2 separate regions of the Mus musculus genome follow, and region 2 is linked to region 1. The links are chromatin contacts, called in public HiChIP or PLAC-seq maps. All regions are on one chromosome and are shown on one strand. The core of a region is the stretch at or near the end of the contact, and the rest is flanking DNA. Distances in the headings are between cores, read along the strand shown. Region 1 holds the start of Metrn (meteorin, glial cell differentiation regulator). Region 2 overlaps Cacna1h (calcium channel, voltage-dependent, T type, alpha 1H subunit).

The links. HiChIP or PLAC-seq counts read pairs in DNA pulled down with a chosen protein or histone mark.
Region 2: a contact with region 1 is called in an H3K4me3 HiChIP or PLAC-seq map of forebrain, with 2.6 times the contacts expected there. The contact joins the enhancer-like site here to the promoter of Metrn in region 1. A contact is called at or near these places in 6 of 39 promoter capture datasets (3T3-L1-derived adipocytes, the HPC-7 cell line, embryonic stem cells and 3 more), 9 of 484 Hi-C or Micro-C datasets (the HL-1 cell line, cerebral cortex, cortical neurons and 4 more), 11 of 115 datasets of contacts at active chromatin or transcription factors (SST interneurons, bone marrow-derived macrophages, embryonic forebrain and 5 more) and 1 of 9 other capture datasets (embryonic stem cells).

Annotation. Positions count from the first base shown.
Region 1 is chr17:25,794,911-25,799,191 of GRCm38.p6, reverse strand. It overlaps Metrn (meteorin, glial cell differentiation regulator), which reads left to right and starts at 2,147. Exons shown (of 4, transcript NM_133719.2): 1 at 2,147-2,327; 2 at 2,551-2,951; 3 at 3,759-3,818; 4 at 3,901-4,281. The coding sequence starts at 2,230. The coding sequence ends at 4,217.
Region 2 is chr17:25,416,764-25,421,044 of GRCm38.p6, reverse strand. All of the region lies in intron 2 of Cacna1h (calcium channel, voltage-dependent, T type, alpha 1H subunit), which reads left to right. Among named protein-coding and RNA genes, the nearest start is that of Cacna1h, 15 kb to the left of the region's middle. Within about 2 kb of position 1,989, at least 48 of the 459 cell types and tissues checked have an H3K27ac peak or open chromatin away from gene starts, as enhancers often do. A contact at or near this core is called in cerebral cortex, cortical neurons, forebrain and 1 more, where this site is marked.

The DNA of each region.
Region 1 (4,281 bases), core at 898-3,397:
TGTTTGTTTGTCTGTTTGTATTGAGACAGAATTTCTCTGTGTAAAGATCCCTGGCTGTCCTGGAACTCACCATGTAGAGCTAGTTTGCCTCGAACTCACAGCGATCTGCCTTGCCTGTGCCTCAGGAGTGCTGGGATTAAAGTTGTGTGCCACCTTGCTCAGCCCAAGCTTGGTTAGTTTTAAGAGAATCTGTGCAAAGAAAACGAAGGGGTAAAAGATAAACCATTTTAATTCAAGAATATAGTAGGGCCTTTGTGTTTGGTATGGGGGTGGATTAAAACATTTGCATAAAAGTCTACCAAGCTGAGAAAATAAAAAAAATTTGAATTCCTTGCTTTTATAGCATCCCACATTTCTATACTATTTGAGAGAAAAAAGTCATATTTAATGTTATTTATTTATTTACTATTTTACTTATTTATTTATTTCATATATATGAGTATACTGTCACTGTCTTCAGACACACCAGAAGAGGGCATCAGATCCTATTACAGATGGTTGTGAGCCACCATGTGGTTGCTGGGAATTAAACTCAGGACCTCTGGAAGAGCAATCAGTGCTCTTAATCGCTGAGCCATCTCTCCAGCCCATATGTAATGTTTCTTCCAAGAACAGTCACACCACACTGTGTTTACTGATTCATCAGGAAAGTTCTGGTCACTCTCACCTTGTGTCATTTTGACTCTCTGGACTGGGGCAAGGAGCCATCTGAGCCTTCTTATTGGTCAAAGAGGGCCTGGGAGGCAAGGAGAAAGTAGTCAGTGTTTGAAGCTCCTCCCCAGATTGCCAGTGGGATCACTGGATCTCATCTGTCTCTGAGCGCAGGTCCAGGCCAACCGGAAGGGTTTCACTCGGAACCTGGAGGATCCAGAAACAGAGCCCTGGGGGTGGGAGAGAGAGAGAGAGAGAGAGAGAGAGAGAGAGAGAGAGATCCTTGGGGACCTGCCAAGGTTCTTCTTCTATTTTCCATCTCCTCCACCCTCCCTTCGGTCAGATCCAAAGGACAAGCTGCTCCAAGGAAGCTCTTCCCCATTGGGGGGTTTCACAGTGGCTCTATTTTATTTTAAGAGGTTCTCGGGGGGGGGGGGATAGGGGATTTTCAGAGGGGAAACCAGGAAAGGGGATAACATTTGAAATGTAAATAAAGAAAATATCTAATAAAAATATTTTTTTAAAAATGAACAACAAACAAAACAAAACAAAAAAAAGAGGTTCTCATGTAGCCCACACTGTCCTTGAATTCACTATGGAGCCAAGGATGCCCTTGAACATCTGAGCTGCTTCCTTTACTTCCTGCCCGCTGGGATTACAGGCAAGACCCACTACACTCTCAGTTTAACATTATTTTAAAGATCAAAGCCAGGGGTGTATGCCTGTGTGGTAGGTGCTCTATAACCTAGCTACATCCTCAGGCTGCCTGGGATATCTTTCTGATTCCCTTTCGGTTGATCTTGACTGTAGGAATGGCCTGTACTTTGGCACCGGCAGACTACCAGGCTTTGTCAGTCAGGTGGGTCCCTAGGCAGGTCCTCTAGAACGCCTCATTTTTTTCTTAGTATCCATTTAACATTGGAGGAGTGTGTAGTTAGGTCTGAGAATGTATGGTGGCAGAAGGAGATCCACACTACCCACGCTACTCCTTCCAGACCTAGCCAGTATTCTTTCTTTTCCCCAAACCGAAGGTTTGGCCTAGCTCCATGCTCCAGGCCCTCTGTACCCTCCCTTATGAGATGCAGTAACACAGGGGTTTTAATCTCTTTTCCTTAAGTACCAGCAGCAGGATACCAGTGTTCAGATTTTGGCTGCAGACTCTACTACTTCTCTTACAAAGTCCCACTGCCCCGAGGTCCACTGAAGGTAAGGGGTGGACAGCCTTCCAGATTCCAGTCGACAGCGAACCCCACCAACCCACCAAACGTTCCTATTGGGGATCTCCAAATGGGGAAACAGGAGCGCTTTCTACATCAACCCTGCCTTGGACCGAGCTCCCGCCTTGAGCCCGCCCCACCCCCTCGAGGGTGCTGCAATTGGAGGAAAGTTCTGCGGCTTGTGGCGATTGGTCCGAGAGCAAAGGCCCCGCCCCCTAGCCCCGGAGCTCAGAGGGGGCAGCGGCGAGGGGTCGCCGGTTGTGGGGACGCGCCGGGCCGGGCAGCCGCGCCGCGGGCTGCTCGCGCTGCGGCCCCGACCCTCCCGGGGCAGCAGTCCGAGGCCCCGGCGCGTCCCCTAACCATGCTGGTAGCCACGCTTCTTTGCGCGCTCTGTTGCGGCCTCCTGGCCGCGTCCGCTCACGCTGGCTACTCGGAAGACCGCTGCAGCTGGAGGGGCAGGTACCAGGAGGGACTGCGGGGAGGGTTGTGGGTTTATTTATTTATTTATTTTATTTTATTTACTTCTTGGGTTGGAGGGTTCCCTCCCACTTGGAACTGAGGAAACGCAGACTTCAATGTCCTGTTACACAGAGTAGAAGCAGATGTTGGTAGCCGCGGGAAAAGGGATGAGCGGGCTAGGGAACGAGGGTCACCCACCTGAGAACCACCGTCCTGTCCCCAGCGGTTTGACCCAGGAGCCTGGCAGCGTGGGGCAGCTGACCCTGGACTGTACTGAGGGCGCTATCGAGTGGCTGTACCCAGCTGGGGCGCTGCGCCTGACCCTGGGCGGCCCCGATCCGGGCACACGGCCCAGCATCGTCTGTCTGCGCCCAGAGCGGCCCTTCGCTGGTGCCCAGGTCTTCGCTGAACGTATGACCGGCAATCTAGAGTTGCTACTGGCCGAGGGCCCGGACCTGGCTGGGGGCCGCTGCATGCGCTGGGGTCCCCGCGAGCGCCGAGCCCTTTTCCTGCAGGCCACACCACACCGCGACATCAGCCGCAGAGTTGCTGCCTTCCGTTTTGAACTGCACGAGGACCAACGTGCAGAAATGTCTCCCCAGGCTCAAGGTCTTGGTGTGGATGGTGAGTGATTATGAGACTGGCTGGGTGTCAGAAATTGGCCCTCCACACTGACCTGATGGGACTGGGCCTTGCCACCCCATTGCATGGAGAGTCCTTCTGTAGCTTGACAGAGGCCACTCCGGTGGAGAGCATAGTGGCTTCCAGGTCGTAAGGAGGTGAGTTGGAAGTGCCCCCGCCTTTCTCTCCTCCTCCTCTTAAAAGATTCGGTTTAGGAAAAGAGCAGGAGGGGGCAAATGCCCGAGAGGCCAGCCCTGGGTCTCTGGTTTCTGAAGGATTGGGGGAAGGGTTAAGCTGAGGCAGAATCAAAGCCTATGGCCAAGGCTGTCCAGGGCTCCCTGGCCTGGTGGTGACCTCCTTCCCCTCCCCCCAAGCCCAGCCAACAAAAGTCCAGTGTGCCTCTTCGTCACCATGGAGACTGCCTGCCCTGCCTCCCTGCAGGGCACCAGGCCCAGTGCTTTGCTCTTCTGGAACTTGTAGCCTGACCCTGCAGGGAATGAATGGCTCTCTGACTGTTCTGCCCTAGCTAGAGACCCCCCCGAACTGGAGTCCACTAGAATATCCCTAGCTAGAGCTGGGAGGTCACAGAACGTTTCCCAGTGTTAGTCTGAGTTTATGAGATGGTACCAAGCCTGTGTATGAGGCACTGAGGTGCCCATCAGTAGGCATGTACCTGCAGGGTGTCTTCAGGCTATAGGATGCTGGGAGAAGGGTTTAGTCTCTTGCTCCTGTACCTTTTCCTCTTGGGAGGAGCTGTGGGCTCGTGCTGAGAGATCACAGGCCTGGCTGATGACCTGCCTTGCATGCTAGGTGCCTGCAGGCCCTGCAGTGATGCCGAGCTCCTCCTGGCTGCATGCACCAGTGATTTTGGTGAGTGTTTCTGTTGCGGGAGAGCTTAGGGTCTGCCTCACATTCCCACGTGCCCACCACTGGCCACCATGTCTCCTCGTAGTGATCCACGGGACCATCCATGGGGTCGCCCATGACACAGAGCTGCAAGAATCAGTCATCACTGTGGTGGTTGCTCGTGTCATCCGCCAGACACTGCCACTGTTCAAGGAAGGGAGCTCGGAGGGCCAAGGCCGGGCCTCCATTCGTACCTTGCTGCGCTGTGGTGTGCGTCCTGGCCCAGGCTCCTTCCTCTTCATGGGCTGGAGCCGATTTGGCGAAGCTTGGCTGGGCTGTGCTCCCCGCTTCCAAGAGTTCAGCCGTGTCTATTCAGCTGCTCTCACGACCCATCTCAACCCATGTGAGATGGCACTGGACTGAGAGACCTGGGAGCAAGCCCTGGATGGACCTTCTTCTGGAGATGGGGTGTTGGGGAGGGTGATGG
Region 2 (4,281 bases), core at 740-3,239, 380 kb after region 1:
CTGAAGCCATGGGGGAGGCTGGGTGTATGCTAGGAAGTGGTAGAGTCAGACCCACTAAGGCCTGGTTCAGTAGAGCTGCTCGGGTGGGAGTGCTTGGAATTCAGAGACCCAGAGGGAGAAGCCTTCAGGCCACCCCATCCCTTCCCATTCTCTATGTGTCCCAACTCCATCCCCAGGTGGCAGTGTGTACCACCCTTCCCTGGTGGTAGCTCTGCCTGCTTTACCATGATATCAGTCTGGTGTCCCCCTGAACCTTCCCCCACTGACTTGCAGTTTTTCACAGAATATCAGGAGGAAAGCTGGTTTCTTCTCATTTGCCGTGAAAGAATGGACTCCATTGTGCCCTGTGCATGGGCAGGCTTGCGGCTCCTAATTGGGAAATTGGCTGTCTGGGCCTGACCCACTGGGCTGTTATTACAGCGTGTGAGTGTCTGTGTGGTACAGGCTGCAAACGGCTTCTGAGTTTTGCCTTTTGACTGTGCATTGCCATATCTCTGTGGTCACTCCCTTGTCTTCACATTGCTCTAAAGGGGGCGTAGTGTTCCTGGTTGTGAGCTCCCACCAAGAGTTTCTCAGGAGTGGGGCGGTAGGAATCACTGGTTAACTTGATGCTTTCTCAAGGCCTGGCAGGGACTGATAAAGGAGACATCGAGTCTCTAGTGGCCTTAGTGGCAAGGCGGATGAGAGATCACATTTTATCCCATGAGGTGCTCTGGGACCCAATGTGGGTATAATGAGCTTCATGGAGTTTGCTAGGTGACCCTGAATGTTTCCAAGTTCCGCCGGCCCAGCTTGTCCTAGAAGCCAGTGGTCTTTAGTCACCTGTCCAGAACAAAAGGCAGAAGCGCCTGCCTGCCTGCCTGCCTGCCTGCCTGCCTGCCTGCCTGCCTGGCACATGACATGCCCCAAGTCTCTGCATCTTGTTTACTTTACCAAGCTCCTGTGTTTTTCCCCCTCCCCACCCCCCGGGGACCAGGGTGTCAGATAAGACAGTAGCAGCTACTATGCAGGCATTGTAGGCTGACCCCAAAGATGCTTGTACTATTGGGGTAGATCATGAGTCACATAAGTAACTCGTGAGTGTACAGCTCTGTATCTGCCACCCTAGTCTTACACTTGGGCATCTATGGCTGCAGTGTGCTTCAGAGCACTTCTCACCATGCAGGGAGCACCATGCCCATGCATCTCTGCTGATTGCCTTCATCCCATCTCCCTGTTCCAAGGCTCCATGTAGTGGGATCACTTGCTTGCATGTGTTGGATGGAGTACTGTGAACCATCTGACTTCAAGGTTTAGTTTCACCGTAGCAGGCCCCAGGGACCCAAGGTGTAGTTAGAGAGCTTTTGTGTTTGTGGACATGTGTCCAGGTGTGTAGCAGAAAGTGCTGCAGAGAATGGGCGGGCTCTGAATGCAATGTGATTTCCTGGGTTTCGTCTTTCTGGGTAGATACCAGGAATGGGATTGCTGGGTCACGTAGGAACATTGTTTGGTCACATACGAAACTTCAGGGGCTTTATAGAACAACCCCTACTTGCTAACTGTTTATCCCACCTATGAATCTGGGCCCCAAGGTGCTGTAACAGGATGTGTGGCATCTCCAGTGTGCAGTAGCCGTCTAGTGGGTCTGAGATTGGGGTCTTGGCTGTGCTCCCAGAGCCTGACTACTTCCTGCTACGAGAACAGCTAGGTCCTGACTCCCAGTTGGGGTGGGGACAGGTGTCACTGTCAGGTGGCGTCTGGGCCATGGGTAGGAGTAGTTGGCGCGAGTGTTTGTTCTGCATCCGTCCCTCCCTTCATTCTCGAGAGGTTTTCAACACCCACACTTGGAATAAAAGAAAAATTATTAATGAGCTTGGTGCGGTTGCCATGGGAACCTGTTGCTAATGAATCTCTGGGGTTTCCTCTTACCTTTGGGGAGCTAGAGGAAGGCTGAGCTATGCTCAGACCAAGCATGCTTCCTTCTCTTTGGGTTGCCTTGGCAACGCCTGTCACTAATCCCCAGCCAGCTCCTGGTTTACCGGCCTGGCCCCAGGAGCCAGCTGCCCGCTTATGCTTACATAAAGCCTCTTACTGTGATCCTAGCTGCTCCCAGCCCCACCAGGCCCCATGGAGCACCACCGTTCCTCTCTGGGCCACACATGGGATCCCTAGGGTGTGGAGAACAGATACATTGTCTCAGGCTTTGCTAGAGAGAGGACTCTACATGGATTGGGTGGGGCAGAGTTCCTACTCTGAACAGGAAAAGGTAAGGAAAGGGTACACAGGGAGCCCAAACTAGGACTCATGAGATGACACTTGGCAGAGCTGCTACCCAAGTGCATAGCCTCACTGACCCATGGCTGCCATCTTGATGGAGCCCTGAGGGTCCTAGAGAAAAAAACAGGCCATCCTGAGTCCTAGTGTCCCGCCCACCAGGTGACAGAGGGAAGAGGGTCTCAGGGTCTGGAGAACTTGCTGTGTGGGATAAGCCTGCCTACAGCCAGGTTATAGAGAAGGGCTGAAGAGCCTTGAGTTCAAGGGATTGGGCATTCAGTAAATAGTTGAGTGAGATCCATGGAAGGACAAAGGGAAGGGTTTGAGTCAACTAGGGTAGTGGAACATTTGGCATAAACCCCAAGCATGGGCCTAAGATAGCCAGCTTCTCAACCCAATGATCTTTTCCTGGACTGACACTGGCCACAGTCAGCCTGTGTTCTCAGGGCATCTTGTAGAGGCTTGCAGGAAAGGGGTGGTAGATACAAGATGGCTGATAAGAGGGTGCTGGGCAGGAGGCCTCTCCCAGCTTCAGTGTACGTGTCTAAGATGTGGATGGAGAAGGTGTGGGTGGGAAGGGCCAGAGTGGATGACATGTCCACACAATGCTAGGCCCTGTCGTCTCCAGGAGTCGGCACGTGACCCCTTTGTTCCGGGACATCTGGGGCCCCAGCATGAGTCATTTATTTTTTCTTTTTGTCTCTGTGACAAATGGCTGAGTGAGTGAAAACAGTTTAGGATAAAGACTGATTTTAGTTCATGGTTTCATAAGTTTCAGTCCGTGGTCAGCTGACATGTATGTATGTATGTACACACACACACATATATATATGTGTGTGTGTGAGTGTGTACATACATACATATATGTGTATATATATATATGTCTCTATATATGTATATATGTGTGTATATACATGTGTGTGTGTATGTGTGTATGTGTGTGTGTGTGTATATATATATATATATATATGTATCACAGACACACACAACTACCTATCTACAGGAAGTGTATGAAGAAGGCCAGTGAGCACAAATAGTTGTGCATCAGCAAGTTTTGCCTTCATCCCCTTCTTTCTTTAGGTCCCCAGACTATAGGATGGTGCTGCTCATATACTGGGCATGGCCCCTACTTAGTCGTCTCTGGAAATGCCCTCAGAGACTCACTCAGGTGTGCTTTATAATTTCCTAGCCATGTCTCAGTGGAGTTGCTTCTGCTTACACCTCACGTTTCAGAACCTGCATGGTTAATGTCCGCTTGGTGGGCTTTAGACCTGTGAACCGTGGAGAGCTGGGTGAATGGATAAGGAAGGGGGGCTACACTAGAGCTGAGCTGGTGGTTGGCCCTGGGGCCCAGCACCCACAACTCTGGAGCATCAATAGGAGCCCTCTTTTTTAAGCCACTGCAGCAGTGTGACCCCCGTGGGTGAGACATTCACTCAAGTCATCTTTCATCACTTTGTTATGTTGGATTTGGAGCTGATGGCCATGGTGGCAGCTGATGGTGTTGGTCACCTGGGTTCTGAGGGTCTACCCCTCTCGGCCTGGTGTGACAAAATGACAGAGGTGCCATGGCTAGGCTGTGTGGCCCGAGACCTGTGTATGCTGATGTGTGCTGATGGTCATGGGCTTGGTTTTCTGGCTTTGTGTTTGGGGAAACAGAAGCCTGACAGATGGGGTGTGGTCAAAGGTCAGGCCTATGATGTAATGTCAAACTTAACACATGCTAAATAGCATGGAGCCCCTATGGGTGACAGGGTGTTTGAGTTTGCTTGCCCCCCCACCCCCGACCAGAAGCAACCCTTCACTTCTGACCTGGAGAGTGACCAGCCTTGTTGAGCCTCCACCCCTGTGGCATTGTAGGATTTGCCTGGTCAAGCCTGCTCACCCTCCTAGCCCATAGGTAACTCCTAGTGAAGCTCCTATCCTTCGCCTGGCAGCCTAAGGCACTGGCTGTCCAAGCTCCACCCTAGAGCCCCCTCCTCCCTGGAAACTGCCCCCTGATCCCATGGGAATAATGGTACAGGTGTT